2 separate regions of the Ovis aries genome follow, and region 2 is linked to region 1. The links are chromatin contacts, called in public Hi-C maps. All regions are on one chromosome and are shown on one strand. Each heading gives the region's core, a stretch centred on a gene start, on an enhancer-like site or on the middle of the called end of the contact. The rest is flanking DNA. Distances are from core to core; before and after follow the strand shown. Region 1 holds the start of NHLRC1 (NHL repeat containing E3 ubiquitin protein ligase 1). Region 2 overlaps LOC105603846 (a long non-coding RNA gene).

What was found. Hi-C and Micro-C count contacts between places; a contact is called where the count stands out from the background.
Region 2: a Hi-C map of liver shows a contact between it and region 1, with 14 times the contacts expected there. The contact joins the enhancer-like site here to the promoter of NHLRC1 in region 1. A contact is called at or near these places in 7 of 16 Hi-C or Micro-C datasets (hypothalamus, liver, muscle and 3 more).

Annotation. Positions count from the first base shown.
Region 1 is chr20:38,722,773-38,727,826 of ARS-UI_Ramb_v3.0, forward strand. It overlaps NHLRC1 (NHL repeat containing E3 ubiquitin protein ligase 1), which reads left to right and starts at 1,309. Exons shown (of 1, transcript XM_027958731.3): 1 at 1,309-3,887. The coding sequence starts at 1,389. The coding sequence ends at 2,573.
Region 2 is chr20:39,369,600-39,374,630 of ARS-UI_Ramb_v3.0, forward strand. All of the region lies in intron 3 of LOC105603846 (a long non-coding RNA gene), which reads left to right. Among named protein-coding and RNA genes, the nearest start is that of STMND1, 36 kb to the right of the region's middle. Within about 2 kb of position 2,437, at least 3 of the 54 cell types and tissues checked have an H3K27ac peak or open chromatin away from gene starts, as enhancers often do. A contact at or near this core is called in liver, where this site is marked.

The sequences.
Region 1 (5,054 bases), core at 59-2,558:
ATGAGAATGATAGAAGGTCCAAAAGAAAATGTGCGCACCTGCTTCATCCACTTGGGTTTTAATTTCCCTCGTGCATCTGTGTTTTCCCGATAGTTCATAAGCGTCATGAGCTCTGAGACTAGGTTTCACACCTGGCCAGCCCGAGCCCCTAGCACCCAGTGCTGCTGACAGGAAATCAGAGGGCACTTTGCTGGGTTCCAGGGGGCAGCCTGCTTGTCCTCAATAGGTGTCCTCAAGTGTAAAGGGAAGATGCTCCATCCATGATTGGTGTGAAGATTACAGATCTGACCATGTGCTGTGGATTGTTGTTCAGTCACTCAGTCCCGTTCAACTCTCTGCAACCCCATGGACTGCTGCACGCCAGGCTCCCCGTCCATCACCAACTCCCAGAGCCTACTCAAACTCATGTCCATTGAGTCGGTGATGCCATCCAACCGTCTCATCCTCTGTCGTCCCCTTCTCCTCCCGCCTTCATCTTTCCTAGCATCAGGGTCTTTTCCAATGAGTCATCTCTTCACATTAGGTGGCCAAAGTATTGGAGCTTCAGCATCAGTCCTTCCAACGAATATTCAGGACTGATTTCCTTTAGGATGGGCTGGTTGGATCTCCTTGCAGTCCAAGGGACTCTCAAGAGTCTTCTCCAACACCACAGTTCAAAAACATCAATTCTTTGGTGCTCAGCCTTCTTTATAGCCCAACTCTCACATCTATCCATACATCACTACTGGAAAAGCCATAGCTTTGACTATATGGACCTTTGTTGGCAAAGGAATGTCTCTGCTTTTTAATAACGCTGTCTAGGCTGTGGATCAGTTTCAGTTCAGTTGCTCAGTCGTGTCCGACTCTTTGCAACCCCATGGACTGCAGCACGCCAGGCTTCCCTGTCCATCACCAACTCCCAGAGCCTACTCAAACTCATGTCCATTGAGTCAGTGATGCCATCCAACCATCTCATCCTCTGTTGTCCCCCTTTCTTCCCGCCTTCCATCTTTCCCAGCATCAGGATCTTTTCCAATGAGTCGGTTCTTCGCATCAGGTGGCCAAAGTATTGGAGTTTCAGCTTCAGCATCAGTCCTTCCAATGAGTATTCTGTGGATCAGTTCAGTTGAGTTCAGTCGGTCAGTTGTGTCCGACTCTTTGCGACCCCATGGACTGCAGCACGCAGTCTACTCTGTGGATTAGAACTTGTTAAAATCCACTGTCCGCCTCTCCGGATACAGTGCCGCGCGCGCCCACAAGGGGGCGGCAGGTCTCGGCCGAGCGGCCGGACAAAGTGGACGTCAGGCCCAGCGGCCCCGCCCCGTGGCCGTGACCCCAGGCCGCGCCGGCGCGGCGTCCTGCTCTGCAGGCAGACGGCGCGGCCGGGCGTGCGGGGCGGGGGCCGCGCGATGGGGGCCGAGGCCGCTGGGAGCGGGCCGGCGCTGCGGGAGCTGCTGCGCGAGGCGGAGACCAGCCTGCTTGAGTGCAAGGTGTGCTTCGAGCGGTTCGGCCACCGCCAGCAGCGGCGCCCACGCAACCTGTCCTGCGGCCACGTGGTCTGCCTGGCCTGCGTGGCCGCCCTGGCGCACCCGCGGACGCTGGCCCTCGAGTGCCCCTTCTGCCGGCGGGCCTGCCGGGGCTGCGACACCAGCGACTGCCTGCCGGTGCTCCACTTCCTGGAGCTCCTGGGCTCCGCGCTGCGGCCGGGCCCGGCCGCCCCGCGCGCCGCGCCCGCCGCCGCGGGGGTCCTCACCTGCCAGCACGCCTTCGGCGGCTGGGGGACCCTGGTCAACCCCACCGGGCTGGCTCTGTGTCCCAAGACGGGGCGGGTCGTGGTGGTGCACGACGGTAAGAGGCGAGTCAAGGTCTTCGACTCCGGGGGAGGCTGCGCGCATCAGTTTGGAGAGAAGGGGGACGCCGCCCAGGACCTTCGGTACCCGGTTGACGTCACGGTCACCAGCGACTGCCACGTGGTCGTCACCGACGCCGGCGACCGCTCCCTCAAAGTATTTGACTTTTTCGGCCAGATCAAACTCGTCTTGGGAGGCCACTTCTGCTTGCCGTGGGGTGTGGAGACCACCCCGCAGAATGGGGTCTTGGTCACGGACGCGGAGGCGGGGTCCCTGCACCTCCTGGAAGTCGACTTTCCCGAAGGGGTCCTCCGGAGGACCGAAAGGTTGCAGGCTCACCTGCGTCGCCCGCGGGGGGTGGCGGTGTCCTGGCTCACCGGGGCCATCGCGGTCGTCGAGCACCCGCTGGGGCCCGGCACCTGCAGCAGCACTACCGTGAAGGTGTTCAGCGCGAGCATGCAGCTCATCGGCCAGGTGGACTCCTTTGGGCTAAGCCTCTTTTTCCCTTCCAAGATCACCGCCTCCGCCGTGGCCTTCGATCATCAGGGCAACGTGGTGGTTGCCGATACTTCCAGTCCGGCTGTCCTCTGTCTAGGCAAACCCGAGGAGTTTCCAGTGCTGAAGCCCATCGTCACCCACGGTCTTTCGCATCCCGTGGCGCTGACCTTCACTAAGGAGAGTTCTCTTCTTGTGCTGGACAGCGCGGCCCATTCTGTAAAAGTCTACAAGGTTGACTGGGGGTGATGGGGCGTGGTGGGGGTCCTGGGACCTGCTCCAGAAGCCCCGGAGCCGCCCCTGTTGAGCCCCGGATCAACAACTTAATCTTATCTATTCAACAGAGATGACTGTAACTGCCTGGTAGACTTAACAAAGGTAGGGGCCATTATTAAAGAATAATAATGAAATCTACCATTGATGGATTATGTACTCCTAGTGCTAAGAAATCTGTGAATATTCGCCCCTTCAATCCTTTCAGTGGCCCAGTGGTAATTTCTATTATGTATCTCATTTTAAGGAGAAAACTAAGACCCAGAGAGGCTAAAGAGATTTACCCAAGGTCACATTTACTTACTCGGACAGTCACAAATGGAACTCAGTTCTGACTCCAAAACCCCTTGCTCTTAAATAAGACAACAGATGTGGAAAAATATATATGAGTGTATATTGTTGCTACATGTACTCTATTTACAAGTAGCTATTTACTTAGAGGCACAGAGAAAGGAGACTTCATAGAGTTCAAGAGAAAAAGGATTTTGTGGTGGCCGTCAGTTTAGTTCAACATACAGTTCCTTTGATGGCTCTTTAGATGAGGTTACTGTGGATCCTGAGTTACTTGAAAAGCAAAAGCAATCAACTTTGCTCATTCAAAAGGTCAACACTTCTCTTAGTGCCTATAACTCCTCTGCCATAGGCACTTGGGAAATACTACTTGGTTGGTTGAGAAAGGTTTGTGGTTTTGGGTTTTTTTGTGTGTGTTCTAAGAAATCTTTACTTAATCAAGATAACTAAGATTTTTTTCCCTTATGTTTTCTTCTACAAGTGGTATATTTTTGGGTGTCCCATTCCGAGTTGATTCCTGTCTACAACATGAAGTATGGGTTGAGGTTATTTATTTATTTATTTGATATGAGGGTGTCTGATTATTCCAGCACTATTTGTTGAAAATAATTTTTTTTTTTTTTTTGGCCTCCTCGTGGCATGAGGGATCTTAGTTCCTTGGCCAGGGATCGAACCTGTGCTCCCTGCATTGGGAGCACAGAGTCTTAGCATCTGGACTGGGAGGGAAGTCCCAGAGAAAGACTTGTGTTGATGTAAGTTCTGAACTCCTGTGGAGTGCTCTACACATGTACTTGTGTTAGAGGGCTGGATGATTTTTCTGTTAATGTAATATAGAGATAAGTCACCACAGTCAGTTCATGGCAGAAATGATTTTGCTTGCCTTTTTATGATCAGTGGTAATCTGAAGAACTTTTGTGATGGGGTTTTTCTCTGTCTATTTAAATCTGTCCCATATGTTGCAAACACCAGGCACTCAATAAATAATTCCTTTGACCCTGAGTTGGCATTTAACCACTGGCAAATCCCTCGTGGCTCAGACAATAAAGAATCTGCCTACAGTGCAGGAGATAGGGGTTTGATCCCTGGGTCAGGAAGATCCCCTGGAGAAGGGAATGGCAACCCACTCCAGTATCCTTACCTGGGAAATCCCATGGATCTAGGAGCCTGTTGGGCTATAGTCTGTGGGGTTGCAAAGAGTCAGACATGACTTGGTGACTAACACTTCCACTTTTCACTTTCAAACACTTCAACTACTTCTTGATGTGATGGCTTGACCAAGATGATGCCTGCTTTAAGGTTGCATCAATTAAGTGAATAGGTGGAGATTTTAGGTGAAGTAGCTGCTTCTCTATAAGCTGTGTGTCTAGCTGGTATAACATTTCAGAGTTGAGGGCTGTTGGAAAAATGCCAAATAGCCAGCACCTCAGAAGCAGTAGCAAAACTTTTTCCTCGGGGAGGAAATAGTGGTTTTGAAAGGTGAGGGTTTGCTTTAGGTAATAGCTGATGCTTTATCAGCAATAGGATTCTAATTTACAAAGCATTTTCATAGATATAACATACATTCTAGAAACAGCCCCCAAATTATGAAAAAGATTGTAGTCTGTTCTTTGAGGCTAAAAGAGAGAGCTAGGCTCCCGCACCAGTCCACAGAAGCCCATTTTGCTTCAATGTTCCCGTTATGTAGCACTTATATGATTTCAGGCATCACGGACCAACCACCATTTGTGAATGCATCATCCCAAATAGGGCTTCTGGGAAGAGCCCCCAACACCCCCACTGTCACCCTGTCCTTAGAAATCACCCTCAGGTCAGCAACATCACAGGTATGCTGAGTTGTACAACAAGAAAAGTTGTCTCAGATGGAGATACAGGTTCATACTTGGTCATTTGTGAATAGGGCAACCATGGATTGATGTTACAAATGTTTTCCTTGGGAACAATGACATTTTAAGGCCTTGGGGTCCATTGAGCCAAGAAGGTCCAAGAGACCTTCTCTTATTTGGAATCATCAGTTGTATCATATTTGCCTCTGGAGCTGAATGTGTCTTTCAGGCCAGGTGTGGAATATATGCAGCACGTATGGAGAAATCCCTTGTTAGCACGTGGATTACCCAGCCGGAAGAATGGTGTGTGAGCTCCCAAGATGATGTGGGAGCAAATCAGAGA
Region 2 (5,031 bases), core at 1,187-3,686, 650 kb after region 1:
AGATAAATTATATTCTTTATTGCTTATCCTCTCTATCCCAAAGAGCTAGCACAAAAGACATGCTAAATTCACACTTGTTGCCTGAAAGACGGGAGAGTCAAGGACACTATTTAGGCAAAGGGTTGTTTGATTTTTTCCTAAAGCCTAAAAGCACTCAAAGTGAAAAAGCAGATTCATTCTTTAGATGGCAGTTGAGCTATCAGTTACCTAGCTCTGGAAACTGTTTAAGGCTGGACATTGTGGGAAATACACAAATTTCCATAATGAACATCCTTAGAATACTATACTGTCTACAGAAGGATTAATGTCACATTTTCCATTCCTTACCCAAACCTCCCAAAAAGACTTTAGCGTTTAAAATCTGATGCAAACGAGTTTGGGTGTGAATTCTCTCTCCTCTAAGCAAATATACAGCAAATAAAAAATTTTCATCTGACAAGAGAAATGGTTTAATAATACCCACCACATTTGAAATATAGGACATGTAATTTAGAGGATAGAAGCCCAAAATCTTTCCTTTTAATTCATATTAGTGCAAATATTTTAGGGCTTAAAGACAAATACACGGCCACTGGAGAAACTTAGCCTGTTCACAAAAACAAATTACAGTCATCCATTTTCAGGGCTCTAAAATATTGGCTGCTGCTGCTACTGCTGCTAAGTCGCTTCAGTCGTGTCTGACTCTGTGCAACCCCACCAGGCTCCCCCGCCCCTGGGATTCTCCAGGCAAGAACACTGGAGTGGGTTGCCATTTCCTTCTCCAAAGCATGAAAGTGAAAAGTGAAAATGAAGTCGCTCAGTCGTGTCCGACCTCAGCGACCCCATGGACTGCAGCCTTTCAGGCTCCTCCATCCATGGGATTTTCCAGGCAAGAGTATTGGAGAGGAGTGCCATTGCCTTCTCTGAAAATATTGGCTAGGCTGAAAAAATTCCAAATTTATAGATGATTCTAAGTGAAGATGTTCTTCTCTCACTGGCTGGTATTTTACAATACATGTCATCGTGTTCAGCCTTGTAGGATTTATGCCATTAGGAGTCATATCTTCAGATAAAAGCTGGATCAAGGAAAGGGGATAGTTGGAAGAGTATTTGTCGGTGAATGATTCACAGAACATGAGTTCATTTCTTCTGAGTTTCAATCTGTTTCAATAAAGACCTTGACCAAGGGCTTGGAGATCTGCCCCTGCTTGTACATACTTCAAAAGGGCAAAGTACTCTATGTCACGAGGGTTAGGTGAGACTGGCCAGCTGAGAAATATTCTGGGATTCAACCACTAATTCAATGTAGAGTAATCAGTCACTCACTCATTCAACAAGTTTTTAACAAGTAATCAATCATTCATTCACTCATTCAACAAGTTTTATTGCCTTCCAATTGCTTGCAAGGCACCCGTGTTGGCCCTAAAGATTCAGCAGTGACAAAACAGACACAAGTCTTCTCCCATATGGGTCTTACACTGTAGCTAGGGAGAGAGGAGTAATAAAATGTGTGTGTGTGTGTGTGTATGTGCACATACATGAGTGCACGTGTGTGCATAAACCGCCCCAGAATAAAGCTCGGTGCGGGCTAGAGAATTATGGGAGTGGCTAAACTGTAGTTTCATCCAGGGAAAAGCTCATTGGCTGTCCCACCTGGAGCGGGGGGAAGAGTGACCAATCAGCTGTCTCGGGGAGGAGCCTTCCAGGCAGAGGGAGCAAAATGTACAAAGATTCTGCGGTGGGATGAACGTAGAGGGACTAGCATGATTGGAGGGAATGAAGGGAAGATCCAAGAGAACAGGATGGTGAGGTGGGGGCTGGAGTCTGTTCTTACATGGCCTTGTAGACCTCTATTTTGGCTTTTACTTGGTTATGAGATGAGGACTTTGTAATGTTGAGTAGCAAAGTGATAATAAGATCTCTCCTATTTTAGAATTGTCAATCTGGCTGCTGTCTTCAGAGTCGACTGAAGGGAGAGGGGGCAGAAGCAGGGAGATGAATTAGAGGGCTATGACAACAATTCAGGTGAGAGATGGCTTTGGCTCCGACAGGGATTTAGTGTAGGTGGTGAAAAGTGATCAGACTCTGGATATAGTTTGAAAGAAGAGCTGACAGGATCTGCTAAAGGACCAGGTAGAAAACGTGAGAGAAAGAGAGAAGTCATGGATGCTGTCAGGTTTTGTTTGGGGAGGAGTGGAGAAGGGAATGGCTTTGAGAGGGAGAGAGCTCTATTTGGAACGTGTTGAGATGCTGATGGCACAGCCAAATGAAGCCTAGACTTAAGGAAGATATAAATTTGGCGATCCTCTGCATGTAGCTGGTATTTAAAGCCATCAGACAGAGTGAATGCTATTAAGGTGAGTATTGTAAAGTAATAATAATAAGCAGAAACAACAATTAAGTAGAGTTGGGAAACCTGGAGGAGGAGCTCTCTCACCCTGGGACATGCTTGACCGAGCAGGAAGAAAAAGACTCCTTTCCTGGCAAGGACTCAGCCAAAAGCTATGGACTCTTTGTTTACTACAACCCTGCCGACTTTCTTTTCCTCTTATAAAAGTCTTCCATTGCTCCGGGGCAGGGTGGTGTGGGGGCTTGCATGTGGCCTGCCATGGTTGCACACCCCAAATTTAAATTCTCTGTTGATCCCAACTTAACCCATTTTTGCTGGAGAGTCTGGTAGTCTGTTTGTTTCAGGTCAAAAGTGTGTAGCTAGAAAAGAGGACCAGTACAAAGTAAATGTTCTGAGCTCTCTAGTGGAAAAGATCCGGGGCATAAGAAAGTCAAGGAACCAAATGAAGAAGTGAAGGATGTAGGAAGGATCTTCCACAAGGACATTGAAATCATCAAGAATTAAGAGATGTGTTGGAGAATGTAATAGTGACCCAGAAGCTAAAATATTCATGAGACAGACCATCCAAAGTTTTGATTATTATACAATCAAGTAGAAGGGCTGAAAAATGCTATAAACTCCAATAGATTGTTAGTCTACAGTGGAGGTGCATATTGACTTCTATTAACTATCCTTTGGTGCCATCTGCTGGACACAGACCAAAGCAAATCACTACAGAAGGATGAACCTTTTAAAGAAAGTCCTTGTGATTAAGAAAATTTCACAGAAAATAAAAAAGTTCTTAGTGTACTGAGAGTAATTAGATAGTCACTTTGCAATTTCACCAAGCTTTGTTTCTTAAATGTCTAAGGAAAAAATAGAGACAAGGGGATGAGGGAAAAAAAGAAGTGGAAATGAGAAGGATTGTTTAATTAGTCTATGATCTGTCTTTTGGAAAATATCCACTTTAGAAATTGGGACTTATACTATCCAGTTTTGAAAGTCTCATGTGTACATGTGCTTTCCCCTCCCCAAGAGGTTAAATTTTCATAATCAGGTCCCCCATCTTACATATTGCTAGTGACATGCCTAGCCTACCACTGTATTTAGGACAGGGCCCGGCAAAGAGCAGATGCTTAATATTCAAAGACTGGAGTAAGAAGAAACAACAGTAAAGATATTTTAAACAGACTCACGGATAAGGAAAACAGGCCTAGTGGTTACCAATGGGGAGAAGGAATGAGGGAGGGGCAAGAAAGGGGTATGGGATTAAGAGATACAAACAACTCTATGTGAAATAGATAAGCAACAGGCATATATTGTAGCACAGGGAAATACAGCCATTATTTTGTAGTAACTTTAAATGGAGTAGAATCTATAAAAACAGTGAATCACTATTTTGGATACCTGAAAATAACATAGTACTGTAAGTGAACTATACTTCAGTTAAGACAAGAGTGAAGCCCGTTGTACAACAATATGAATATACTTATTACCAAATTGTGCACTAAAACATGTTAAGATGGTGCATGTTATGTGATTTTCAACGCACAAATTTAAAACTATAAAATAATCTTATTTATTATTTTTTAAAAGATTTTTTAAAATGTAGACCACTTTTAAAGTCTTTATGGAATTTGTTACAGTATTGCTTCTGTGTTATGTTTTGGTTTCTTTGCCCTGAGGTGTGTGGGATCTTCTTAGCTCCCTGGCTAGGGATCCCATACTTCCTGAGTTGGAAGACGAAGTCTTAACCATTGGACCACCAGGGAAGCCCCATCCTTGTAGTGATGGAAATAGCCTGGATCTTGATTGAATTGATGTTAATATCCTGGTTGTGGTATTGTATTATAGCACAGTTTTGTAGGATGTTACCCCTGGGAAAGTAGATAAAGGGCACATTGTATTTCGCTGTATTGTTTCTTACAATTGCAAAATAATAAGTTCAATTAAAAAAGACTATCTAATAGAATGATTTGACATTGACAATAAATTGCCTCAAGACCAGAGCATGAATAAATTAGATGTTGCTTTGTTGTAGACAGGGTTGCACTAGAGAAGTTCCTCTTTCTAGCACCTAATTGGCAGGCCCCTAGCACCTGAAGTCAAGGACTAAGGTCCAAGTGAATTTCTCTACATCAGCTGCAGCTGGTAATTGCTTGTTTGTTTGTTTGTTTTTTCTGTGTGGATTTCCCTCATTCAAGTTGTACAGATTTCAACATGTCTAGAAGGACAGAGGGATAAATGGTCCTTTCTTGGAGAATTAAACAAAATAAATGGTTCCAAGTATTCTGGACTAATCAGCAATTGCTCATTGCCATAATATTCCTCTGGAAATTGAACTTTCCTGCATTGGTAAAAATGAAAATGTTCATTTTATAGAATTTATGAGATGAAATTTAAGACTATTAAGCTGGCATTTTGGTGTTGACTGTAAAATTGTTTGCAATAACTTACTGACAAATTGAAAATAACCAAAACCTCTAACAAACAGGCATTGGTTAAATGTATGATAGCATATTTCAACTTTTAAAAAATTGCTAACTCCTTAAGCGGTTTAAAAATATATTTTTATAATTTTGAATGGCACATGAGGAAAAAAAAACCCTCATTTTAAATTTAAAATATGAAACATATTTTAGGGTCAATAGATTAAGGATTATGTCAGAAAATTTCTTAAAAATACAATAGATGAATCATGTGTGGAGATTATTAGTTAGTAA